2 separate regions of the Anas platyrhynchos genome follow, and region 1 is linked to region 2. A link is a contact called in public Hi-C data. All regions are on one chromosome and are shown on one strand. Each heading gives the region's core, a stretch centred on a gene start, on an enhancer-like site or on the middle of the called end of the contact. The rest is flanking DNA. Distances are from core to core; before and after follow the strand shown. Region 1 has its middle 13 kb from the start of STMND1. Region 2 overlaps CAP2 (cyclase associated actin cytoskeleton regulatory protein 2).

Region 1 (6,038 bases), core at 3,304-5,803, 120 kb after region 2:
GTCGTCACTGCCTTAGCATAATCCTCTTTCCATCTGGGTCTGCAATTTTGCAGACAAGTGATATCATGGAAAATGGATTTCTCTCCTGTATAGCCAATGGAAAAGCGGGCGAAAGTGGTTTGGTATTTATTGTGCATGTCCACAAAATTTGTGCGGTTCTTTCCATAAAACCAGCTAGGTCTTTCTGTAGCGGGACTTTGATGAAAGCCTCTATACAAATACAAACGATTATTAATGTGTTCTATGAATCATTATCAAAATAGTAACAAACTTAAAACTCTTCTCTGCTAACATCCTGTATTCTCTTCTTTAGAACGCTCTCAGCGATTACCATCACTAAATTCAACCTCAGAGTAATTATTCTCAGAAACGCTACCAGTGCTCATTACCACCTGCAAGCCACCTTTCCCCATTATGTGACAGCGATGTTCCCATTCTTGATCAACACTGATGTTCAGATTTGTGTAACTTGAGGTCTTTTTCTCTGAATCTAGCCACTTCTGCATGGGATTTCCTTCAACGCCAAGTGCTTTTGGCGCTCGGGTTAATAGTGCTTTTTGGCATGTGTCTGGAGTAGGATTTAAGGAGTGATGTTAGCATTCCTTTGCAGATTTTCAAACCTCCCCTGGCTAGGTTTTAGCATGGATACATTGTATATACTACGAAAATATGTCTGCTGTCACATGTTATCCTATATTGCCATCACACCTGGGATCAGGGCCAGCTTGTGGGTACAGATAGAGAAGTCTGTCTCAGGTGGTCTGTCCTCCTCAGTGCTTCTCTGTGGTTCCTGCGCTGGATGAGGTGAGAATTTGCTGTCTGACCACTGTATGCTGCCTGGGCAGCACTCCTGCTGCTGCTGTTAGCCGTGACCACAAGGGTCAGGGCAAGAAGGGGAACAAGGTGAATGAGGCAGTAATTGCTGTTAGGGCTGGGAATGGTTCTTCCTTGCAGCAGAAATCACTGACACATCTCTCAAGAGATGCTGCTGGGGCTAGGGAGAGATGTAGCATGATGCTACATTGGGTCTTAAAATATAAAATAAATTGTTTTTGCAGTCAGACAACAGCCATTAGCCTGCTGATGCTTAAATTTAGTTAAAGAACAGCTTTACATGCATAAATGAAACACTTTTTCAAGTCCTCCTAGCCAAGCTGTAATCCTTTCCTGCCTCTTGGGAGCATGCACTAGGCATAAACTCAGACTGATGGATTCTAAATTCATTGGATGAATTTAGGAAGCACATTAGAAAAAGGGAAGAGTGAGGAAAAAAAAATAAAAAAATAGAAGAATTCAGGGTTGCCATCAGCTTTCTGATAATATAAATGTTTGTATTTACGTCTATACCCATCTGCTGACATGAGTAATTCTTCAAATATCTCTCAAATAATCTATATATACTCTATTGTTATTTCCTTAGTAATCTGGCAAGGGACATCTGCAGTCTCTGGAAAAATAAAGTCATTTGCCATGAATTTGGCAGACTATGGTACTACCAATTTTGATAAATAGTCTACAGGGGAAAAAGTGAGAAAGGGTAAGACCTGATAAGTGTAATTTAGAAACAAACTAGTTTAACTTTTCATTTTAAAAGTGACCCTCTTTCATTTTTACAACGAGGTTTAAAATCTAGAGTCTTGAAGCTAAATTGAATAATTATCCAATTCCTTATCCAACCCACATGATCTTTTTTCATTTATTTGATGCAGACCCTGAAGTGAAAAGTCCATTATTCAGTCAGCTCCAAAGGGTGTTAGCTTGAGAAGCCAGAACAGGGAACAGAGGTGGGAGAGCAGGGCAGAGTGGAAGGAGTGATAAGCTCAGTACTAGCTGTTGGTTGACATTACAAAGATTGTTTTTGTCAAGGGAAGAGGTGGAAATATCCTCTGTCCTTTTCTATTTTTTGTTCTTTAAAGAAAGTCAAATTTCACAGTGGCATTCCCAAATGATTAAAAGCTATGTACATCAGGCTTCGCTCTCCCTCCAAGTTACCTCAAGAATCATGAGGCTGTTATCTTCAATATCCTTTTCCCCCTCCAACAAGGTAACTTCTTTTCTTCTTTTGTTTATGTTGACTTAAGCTTCAGCAATATGACACTGGAATTATAGGCTTTTAGTGAAAATCTTGAAAAAGAGTATATCTTGGTTAACACTGTCAGTCAAAGAAGTAGGTACAAACATCTAAGAATGCATCTAAGAATGTGTCCTCCAGTTATTTATCGGCAGTAAGTGCACTGAATCCAAAACGTCTTGTAACACAGCCTGATAGTTTCAGATGGGAGCCCTCCAGAAGGCATGCCTGCATCTTTACAAAATACTGATCTGGAGCTAGCTTGACAGCTCAAATTCCAAGTGGGCTATCTGATAACTTCGTGGGTTGAATATAAGCAATGAAAGAGTCCAGAAGTTTGCCCGCTGCTCCATCTAGTGCTTGTATCTTATAGGATCATGAAGTATCTTTTTCTTCTGAACTCTAATATCCTAGGAGAGGCATGGATATGGCAAGGAGCAGCTTAACTTCTAGGGAGCACTTCTTTTCCACTGGCTTCCTTGCTCATGAGGGCTCTCTGTTAGAAAGCCTTCTCTTTTACCAGCCTCTCTTCTGCCTGCCAACCTGCTGCAGTGAACAAGTGTTCCCAAAGGCAGGCTGAACTGCCTTTGCAAAGGGGTGATCCTTCAGGAACATTTAGGGGAAAAGAAATATATAAAGCATGAGACATATTGATTGCTAGGGTCGTGGTGATAAAAGCACAGTATTTATGTCAAGAATTTTGGATCCGGTTTAATGAATTTTGTATTTAAGATGATTATTTCTAAACTAAAATAGCTTGTTTATACTCAGTAAGTGTCAAATCATGGAAAAGTTAAGTCTCTTGGCAGTATAGTCAAAGGGACATAATGTAGAGGCTAGAAGACGGAATATCACAGTGGTCAGAAATGTGGGGAAAACATAGTTTCACACAGTGTCCGCTCTAGAAGTGTAAACAGTGGCAAGGAAGGTTTCTGAGTATAAACTGAATTGTCATAAATTACTTTGTCAGAATTGTCTCTGTTAGTTTTTACTTTGGCCAACTATCGCTTCCCAGGCAGTTCCCAATCACAATTCAGAAGATATTCTAGGTCAAGGACCACTCCCATATACAGATGCACACGTGTTTTGGTGAAGAGAGAATTTAATAAGATGGTTGCTGGTGTTCCTTTCCATTTGGCCCAGGCATAGATGTTTTCCCAAAGTGTAGATGAAGCCCCAGTGTAATGCTGTGTAACTGAGAATTTTGATCCCTTGCAGACCTAGCCTGAGAGCTTTGGCTCTGTAACTCCTACTATAATAGTTCATGTTTCTATCCCTAGGCATCCAGGGAGTGTGGTAGGAAAGGAGATGGCTCTCACAACCATGCTAGAGTACATCAGAAGGAAATTTTTAGTGTCTTATATTACTTTCTACATTTTGTAATTCTACAGCTGGACCTATACATTCGATTTTTAAGTATGACTCTAGTCTAACTAGCTCTTAGAGATGTCATTGCTAATAATCATCAACTACTACATCACTAGCTGGCCTTACTATCTTCCAGAATATAAATAGGATCAAAACAAAGGAAGCAGTCATATCAGCATACTATAATAGCCAGGCACTACATGTTGCCACAACACACTAAATATTCTCACCTGGAACTGAGAAATTTTTCTCCATGCTGTCTTTGTAAAACTCTTTCTGAATTTATTTGTTTATCTTCCTCGTTTTCTTTCTCTCACTTTCCTCTCCTCCAAAACAAAAGCAATTCTTGCCCTAAAACTGCCAGAGAGGAAGAATGGACCTAGCACCTGCCAGAGATGTCAAGTATTGAGAATAAGAAATGGCCCGTTAAAGACAAAACCCTGAAGAAACAAGAGAAAACAAAGTGGAGTGGGAAAGTGCTTGTAGAGAGGAAGCCCATTCTGCTGCTTGTATATCCGTCAGGTCTTTATTTCAGAACAAATCACTCCACAAAATAAAATCCCAGGCAGAAGCGTTAATGGGGTAGCCGTGAGTGAGGGCACTCGTGGGTCACGCAGCCGGGTAGGACATTTGTACCCTGCTCTGTCCTCACCCTCCCAGAGATAGCCTCTATCAACTTGTTTGGAAACACATCTCCGGAGCTGGCTGCTTCATGGCAACAGGGAGGCTGGGACCGGAGCTTATGTACGCTATCTCGGCAGGAGAGCTCCATTAATATCCCTGACAAGATCTCTTTATCCTGTGCCTTCCTAATCTGCAAGACAACAGGGAAAGAGAGGGAATTCTCTGAGCTAAACTGAGTCCCTGCTGCGTGCGATTGTTACCGTTTTTACTTTGTAAAAGTTGTGTCTTTGTTTTATCAGATGCTTTGATTTTTTTTTTCAAAAGGAGAAGGAGGGAAATATTTTTGTTATTCCTATTCTGGGAGGGGTTGCGCAGCAGAGGCTTCTATGTCCTAAAACATGCCAGCATCCAGCCCTCCCTCCTCATGAATCCTGCCCTCTCCCTATGCCCTCTGCCCCCAGACTTCCCCTTGTGCATGAAGACCTGGGAGTCTTCTGCCGGTTGGGATTTCTTCAGTATCTGCTTATGCAATCGCTAACGTCTCTTCTCAGTAGTTGCTGGGCCTGTGCTGGGAAGAGAAATGATGGTTTCTCTTCACGAGCTGCCTGAAATTAGAACTTACTGGCTCCTCAAAGGGAAACAGCACTTCTGACAGCACTTGAAAAGCAGCCAAGTTGTTTTGAAATGTCAAATAAACGTAGAAAAAGGAAGAGAGGTTGAAGGGCCCTGATTCAGATTTTTCATTTAGATCCCTCTGTACCCTTAGTACTACACTGAGTAATTAAGTGCAATGTTCTGTATATATAGGAGGTCAGATGACATTATATAATGGCCCTTCCTGGCATGAAGATGTCTGAATTCATGCCAAAGCATCGCTTTTTGTAGCACAATCTTACCCCCACCATGTAACAATTTGGCTTGGTGTTAGGTACATTTGAAGAGGCAGCAAAGCCTGTATGAAACTTTAAGGATTGACTTTAGTTTCATCATTCCAGGTGGCATTAGAAGCGTGCATGGAGCAAATCAGGAAGCAGTGCAGCTTCACGAGAGACAGCTTCTGAGCGCTGCTGCGGCTTGCTGGCCGAGCACCACAGGCTGTTTACAAAACAGAGGCTTATGCAAGATGCTACGGTTTGGATGTTGAGTTCAAACGCTGCAAAATCGGAGGCATCTCAGTTCCTGCCAACTCCTCCTGTCTACTGATCATGAGGGGGTTATTTCAGATTGCCCCTCTTGGTCCAGGTGTGTATTTCCTTTCTCCCTGGAGTCACAGTGTGCAGTGGTCGGCTGCGCCTTCCCTTTTGTGAGAAAGCTGTTTGCCCCAGATGTTGGCACATCACCTTGAAATGGGAGAATTTTGGTTGTCCAGCAGAAAGGATCAGTGTTTTAAACATAACATCCTCCTCCAGCATACAGAGAATTGCAGTGCAGCAGGGACAAGGTAAAGAGTTGTGACGCTGTGTGCTGGAGGGAAAGAGAACTGGGTCAGAGAGAAGAACAGCGCCCGAGGAACAGATGAGGAAGGCAAGAGAAAGGTACAAAATCCTATGCTAGGGGAAAAGAAACACAGCCATGGAGGGAGCAGCTCTGACCACATCAAAGAAAACTACAGCAGCACTCTTGCCTGCCCAGGAATGAACTCGCAAGACAAACACAGGTGTCAGTCTCCAAAGGATCTGACCCTGTGCATTCACATGAACACAAACACGTTATTTCCTTTCCCTCAGACAGATGCAAACCTGTCAGAGCAAAACCTGGCTGTTAGGGAGATGGCTAGTGTGGCTTCGTGTGGCGAAGAGAAAAAGCTAACAGATAATACACTCATAATTTTATTTCTCTTTAATTTCTCTTCATGACATTCTCATTCTCCCTTGTGACTGTGTGAAGGAATCCACATCTTTTAGCTAAGTCTCTTAGGAAACTGTGACTGAAAGGGCCGTTCATCTCAATACCATGCATGCGGTGCGTTTTCCCT
Region 2 (5,708 bases), core at 826-3,325:
CAAGTAATTTATTTATGAAATTCAGTATTGTTTTGATCTCTCAAATTCTTTTTTCTTTTTTTTCTTTTCAGTTGCAGAAGATCACAGCAGCACATGAATTATGAGTGAGGGGCCTTGATAAAGTAAGTAAACCAATCATTCTATTAGTTTGCATAATCAAAAGTACATGTTTTGTTTTGCATTGTAATGCTCATCTATAATATTATCACACAAACAGGAAATGCTGATAATGAGCTGATTAAAATTTTATGTGCCCTACTAATAGAAAAGACAGAATGAATCTGAGAAACTGAGAGTCACTTTTTCCATCCTGCCACTAAGTGTCACTCTGATTCCAAAAACTGCTCATCTAGACAGCATCTCTGCAGCAGAGCACTGTTTCAGAAGAACCCTTGTGAAAAATTAGATTGGTTCTGATGAATTCAGCTACCTACAGGTGTCGTGCATTGCACTAATACATATTTATTAGGGGGGCAGATACAATGGAAAAATGACAGGGGCTTACAGAGTCACAGCTCCTCTTATTGGCCACCTTTGTTAAGAGATACAGGTTGTTAAAAATGCATCCCTGGTAATCAATACTGGGAATAGATATTGCTTAGCAGGACTCAGAGAGTTTTATTAATTTTTTATGACGCCACCCCTTTCTGCTTCCCTCTAAACTGAAACATCAGAGTATTCATCCAGTTTATGCATCTCACAGGAGTGAAAAGTGTAGCTGTTTTTTAAAAAGTAGACTAGTTTTAGCCTGTGGTCCCAAACTGGTGGTGGGAAAGGAGCTGAGTTGCACATGCTTTTTATTCTTCAACATAATTTAAATAAAAACACTTGGCACATTTGAGTACCTAATGGCATGCACCCCTCTCAGTCAGTATGACCCTAGCTGGAGTAGCACAGAGAGGTGATAATATCATTAATTAATGTCTTAATGTAACCCTTCTCTTGGCACACGGGTGTTGAGGATTTAGGTACTGTTGCGTTTGAAGGAGCTGTTTATGGAGTATGTTAGTGATAAATACATTGCAAGATTGTTTGTCACGTTAGTGGCATTAAAATTGTACTGTACAAGAAGATTTGTTGAATTCCTGGTACTCAGGTGAGCAGTGAAGCTGATGTAGTAGCACAGTCTGATTGTTCCTGAATGGATCCGTGATCTCTTAAGGTAAAGAGTTCTCTGCTATTAAATGTTTTTAACCAAATGTAAACAAAGGAGAAGAATCCCCTTTAGGAATGGATTACCATTTATTGTCAAGATGTACCAGAACCAGATGCTGATGTCTCTTAGAGACATGCCATTGTTTCATGGATACGTTTGAGCATTTCTGCATGCATACCTAATAATTAAAGGTTATTATTTTAGACTGGGGACATCTTCCCCACTGGACCCTCGATCTGTGGTGCCTGTCTTCCTGCTGGTGCTCATACCAGTAACATTACCTGCAGCAGAGTCAGCACAACGGTGAATTACTATAGTGAAAAATGAACGTAAGTGGATTTAACGGCACAATCAGTTACTGCTGCCTGAGGTGCAGTAGAGATCTTCCCTGTCTGTTGCCTGCAACCATAGCAACTGTATTCACTGTGTCCTGGTTATCCAGAATTATGAACAGTGCATTCACAGGGCTTTTTGAAATACTCAGCTATCTAGAAATGGCACTCACCTTTCACACCGCAGTGTGAACATGCAGCTGTGAACTATGTATGCTCTGTGTGAGTAGATTAATGGTGGTACTGGCAGGAGTGGCTAATAACTTGTGGCTTGAGATAAAAATTTGGACTTCTCATCTCTGAAAGACACTTTATGGCTTCAGTATCATCTGAATGCATCAGTACAGTGCTGTGATTTTCCAGAAAGAGTCACTGTTTGAGGAGCAAGTGTCACCTGGAAGCAGAAGCAGCTGATGCTCTTTTGTAATTAACACCAAATAAATTCTGCAAAGGCTGCGAAGATGCATTAAAGGAAAAAAAAAAAAAAAAAAAAAAAAAAAGCAGCAGCAGGAATTATCTGGGTACTCAGCATACAGCACAGAATGGTGGGTCACTCCACCAATCTCTTTGCTTCAGGTGGCAAGTTGAAGGCCATCACTAATCCATGCAGTAGACTTCAGGCTCAGATGCTGCTGCTGAGCAGTGTATCAAAGGGCAGTTTCCCAAATGGCAACAAAAGTATTGGAACAGCTAGTAACAAAAGCGGAAGGAAATTGAGGGTATTTAATTGTGAGGAGTGGATGATCTCTCTCCCAGAACCCAAGAGAACTACCTAGTGAAAACACAAACAAAATAGATTTTAAATACATCAATAAATCTGGATGTGGTTTTGTGCCTCGTTTACTTTTCGAGAAGGGGCAGAGAGGGAAAAGGATCTGGGCAATTAGAAGCATATTTTCCTTCTATAGCAGTACTAGAAGAGTGGCTCGGGGAAGCCCTCACAGTGGCACAGAAGGCACAGGAGTGAACTGGAAATGCAGCAAACGCTTTGCACTTCTGGCATTCCCTGCATGCCAGGGAGATGGCATCTGCGCTGTGCTCAAATGTGCTGATGCAAAGGGCGGTTTTAAAACCAGATTAGAGGAGTGGCTCCAGGAACTTTCATCTCTGATTAGCTTTGACCCTGATTAATTCATAAACCTCCACGTTATCTACCTAAGTCACAGGCAAGTGGTTTCCTTTTCTTAGTCGCCTTTCTAAAACCACTTAGATCCTCAGGCTCTAGAATATTTCTGAACCAGACTCTTAAACTGTTCTGGTATCTGGCAGTGCTTGTGTATAGTCCTATCCAATTTCAGCTAAAGTGCCCTTCACAAAGTCCATTCATTTCTTTTCTGTATAGGGTGGCGTTTGTGCGAGCTGCTGGGAATAAAATAGCACGTTATATGCCCGCAAAAGTTCATCTTTCCTAACGCAGCAGGTGCTTACCAGCTTTGCTATTTGCAAACAACTCTTCAGATTAGCTTCAAGCAGATGTTAACAACAGTGCATCTTTATACAAAGAGCATTAAGAGCCATTTGGACCAGCAAGGGTGGTTATTTGCAAGCCGCCTTTCTTCCTCTTTTATTTCAGCTGTTTGCCCCGGTGACAGCTGCTGTTCTCAGTGCTGTGGGGTCTGCAGCCATCACGTCAAGTTCTGCTGAGAGCCGACTGCTCTCATCACCACGTTGGTGTGGTCATTTCTTCACCATTGGCACATAGGCCCCGTGTAAGAGTTGTGTAGGGAATAGAGAGCTTCAGCCCCGGCTGGTGGAAATGTAACCCAAAATGAAGCCATTAATGTTTAACCTCTTAGCTTTGCATCACAGTGAACCTGACAGGGTATAAATCTTGGTCCTGGGGCTTTCTGAAATGGTGGAAAAAATGTAATTTTCTGAGTAAAACGCTATCAAGAACAGACGATGCAGGCCCTACAGCCATGCAGTAATAGCTCTGTAGAGGACAGAATATTCCAGAAATTTTATCTCAGGGAAAAAAAATTGTCTTCAGCCTCCTACTAAACGCTGATCTGAAGGGGGTGACAGGAAGGGGTCGGGGTTTGCTCCTTGCTGGATGGCCCAGAGCCACCTGCCAGAGGCTCAAGGGCCTCCCTTGACTGCGCCTCAGCGGCTTCCCCTGCGCAAAGCGACTGAAGCTGCCCACAGGCCTGGCTCTGATGAAGGCCTCTTGTCACGGTGCAAGGGTGTGCAGGATTGCAGCACCACCTCAAAGGATGTTGTGTTTCTGCCTGTGTCTTGTAGGACTGGCAGAAGGACTAGCACTTCTCTTTTTCACCTTGCTCTCAACCTAGCTGCCTCAGCGGCATAAAGAAATGACTGTTTCTGTTGAGGCAGGTGGATAGATAAAATTCACCTGTGTCAAATCCCAGTTAATTCCCTTGAAGTTACAGTAGGGATTAATGAAACCCTTTGCTCTAGGTCTTGCCTATTTCTCCTCTGGAGTACAGTGCAACAGAGGTTAGGTGTTTCCCTAACTGTTGTTAGGGAAACAAAATGAAGCCTGTGCACCATGCGAGTGCTCTGGGTGCCATGCTGTCTGTAATTTTGGGTGGCCATATGCAGCTTGACATGTCTTTAGGTCCAAACCCAGCTACTGAGAGACAGTAAGAATTTCTCTTTGTGTCTCATCACAGATGTTAGTATTTCCTGAGCCATGTTTGCTGAGCAGTTCCCTGGGTTAGCCTTCCGTATCACTGGTGTTGTATTGTACTGGGGGACGAGAGGGGCTTATATACCAGGCCCTTTATGAGCAGCCCCAGTGTTTCTCTGGGTTTATCTAGTTTTAGGCTGACACAGTGCAGCACAGGGAACAGGGGAACAAAGTTCTTATGGTAGGAACCGACTGTGGAGCATCTGAGTGGCCACCCATCTCTTGTAACCGTAATGGTCCTTTTTATGGAGGACAAACAAATTACAAATATTTATACAATGCATATAAATAAATTATATATATAATATATATATATATATATTGCCTGTATATAACATAAAGTACCTATGTTATTAGTCAGTCATGTTAAGTTGCAGGTATCTAGTTGTGGCTGAGGCAACAGGTGGCTTAGATATTCGTATAAAATCCCTTCCTTGATTTATTGAAAAGCCTCCTTTTCAAGGCAGCAGGTAAGCAGAAATCCTAACAGGGACTGCATTCTCCTTAAAAATAAGGTCTCTCTGTTTTCCATCTCTCCCCCTTTTTAGTAATCCTGGTTTCACACCTAAAATGATTACAGCATTCTGTATTGTTTTTCCTATACATATGTACAGCCGAAGACAAGAATCATGAAGCTCAAAATATCATGTATCTACCTCTGGGAACAGGTGGGCTGTGACTTAGGGGCACAGAGCTCTCGTTAAGGTGTGTTTTGTGTAAAAGTAGCTTAGCACCACAGTTCCATTACCTTCTGTATTTAAGCCACCTGTCTGCACGGGGTTATGCTGCCCTCAAATTTACCAGACAAAACAGCTGACTTGCAGGGCCTGTAATCTTCGAGAGTTAGAATACAAAACAACAAAAAACAGACGAGGCTCTTTTTGCTTGTTACTGGGGCTCAGCAGAATTACTTATCTGTTGAGCTTGCAAACTTGGAAGCCCCTTTTAATACACTTCTGCCACTTGTCACCTGTTCAGGGTTTAAAATGGTGCTTACATCTTCACAGGTACCCAATCAAAAACGTTTTACCCAGCCAAGGTCTTCTAAATTGATAACAGGAGGCTTTTGCTGGCAGGAGCTGGTCTTTTCAGCTTATTCACCGCAGTGCTAAGAGAGGTGATACCTTACAGGAAAGTATTTTGATAGCACAGGAGAGAGGCAGAGCTATTTTATAGGAAAATGTGTGGAAGCTATTATTTTAGACAAGCATGAAATGGCCAAGGTCTGTACTGAGACTAGTATAATTGCACTCAGACAGGCTAATGGAGGAATTACGATGGCTGTTCTCAGTGGTTCTGAGCCACTTGTGCAACCTGTGGAGAATTTCAACTTTTAAAGAGTGTTTTTAGAATACTATATAATTAGTTATAAATATATATATATATTTAAATGGAAGGAAAAAAGTCTTGAAGGTACAGTATTGGCTTCAATGAGAACAGGATATAAATAAATCTCAACTGCTTCAACTGCATCAACTGCTGCACAGATGCAGGCTTCCTCTTTGTTTATTTTGATTCGTAAATGGGGGTGGGGAGAGGGGCATAATATTCATCACTTGAGTGAAATTCT

The links. Hi-C and Micro-C count contacts between places; a contact is called where the count stands out from the background.
Region 1: a Hi-C map of skeletal muscle shows a contact between it and region 2, with 5 times the contacts expected there. The contact joins two enhancer-like sites. A contact is called at or near these places in 4 of 8 Hi-C or Micro-C datasets (F1 follicle, liver and skeletal muscle).

The regions. Positions count from the first base shown.
Region 1 is chr2:106,859,523-106,865,560 of IASCAAS_PekinDuck_T2T, forward strand. No RefSeq gene overlaps it. Among named protein-coding and RNA genes, the nearest start is that of STMND1, 13 kb to the right of the region's middle. Within about 2 kb of position 4,554, at least 1 of the 8 cell types and tissues checked has an H3K27ac peak or open chromatin away from gene starts, as enhancers often do.
Region 2 is chr2:106,744,601-106,750,308 of IASCAAS_PekinDuck_T2T, forward strand. The region is part of intron 7 of CAP2 (cyclase associated actin cytoskeleton regulatory protein 2); the gene reads right to left. Among named protein-coding and RNA genes, the nearest start is that of FAM8A1, 18 kb to the left of the region's middle. Within about 2 kb of position 2,076, at least 1 of the 8 cell types and tissues checked has an H3K27ac peak or open chromatin away from gene starts, as enhancers often do.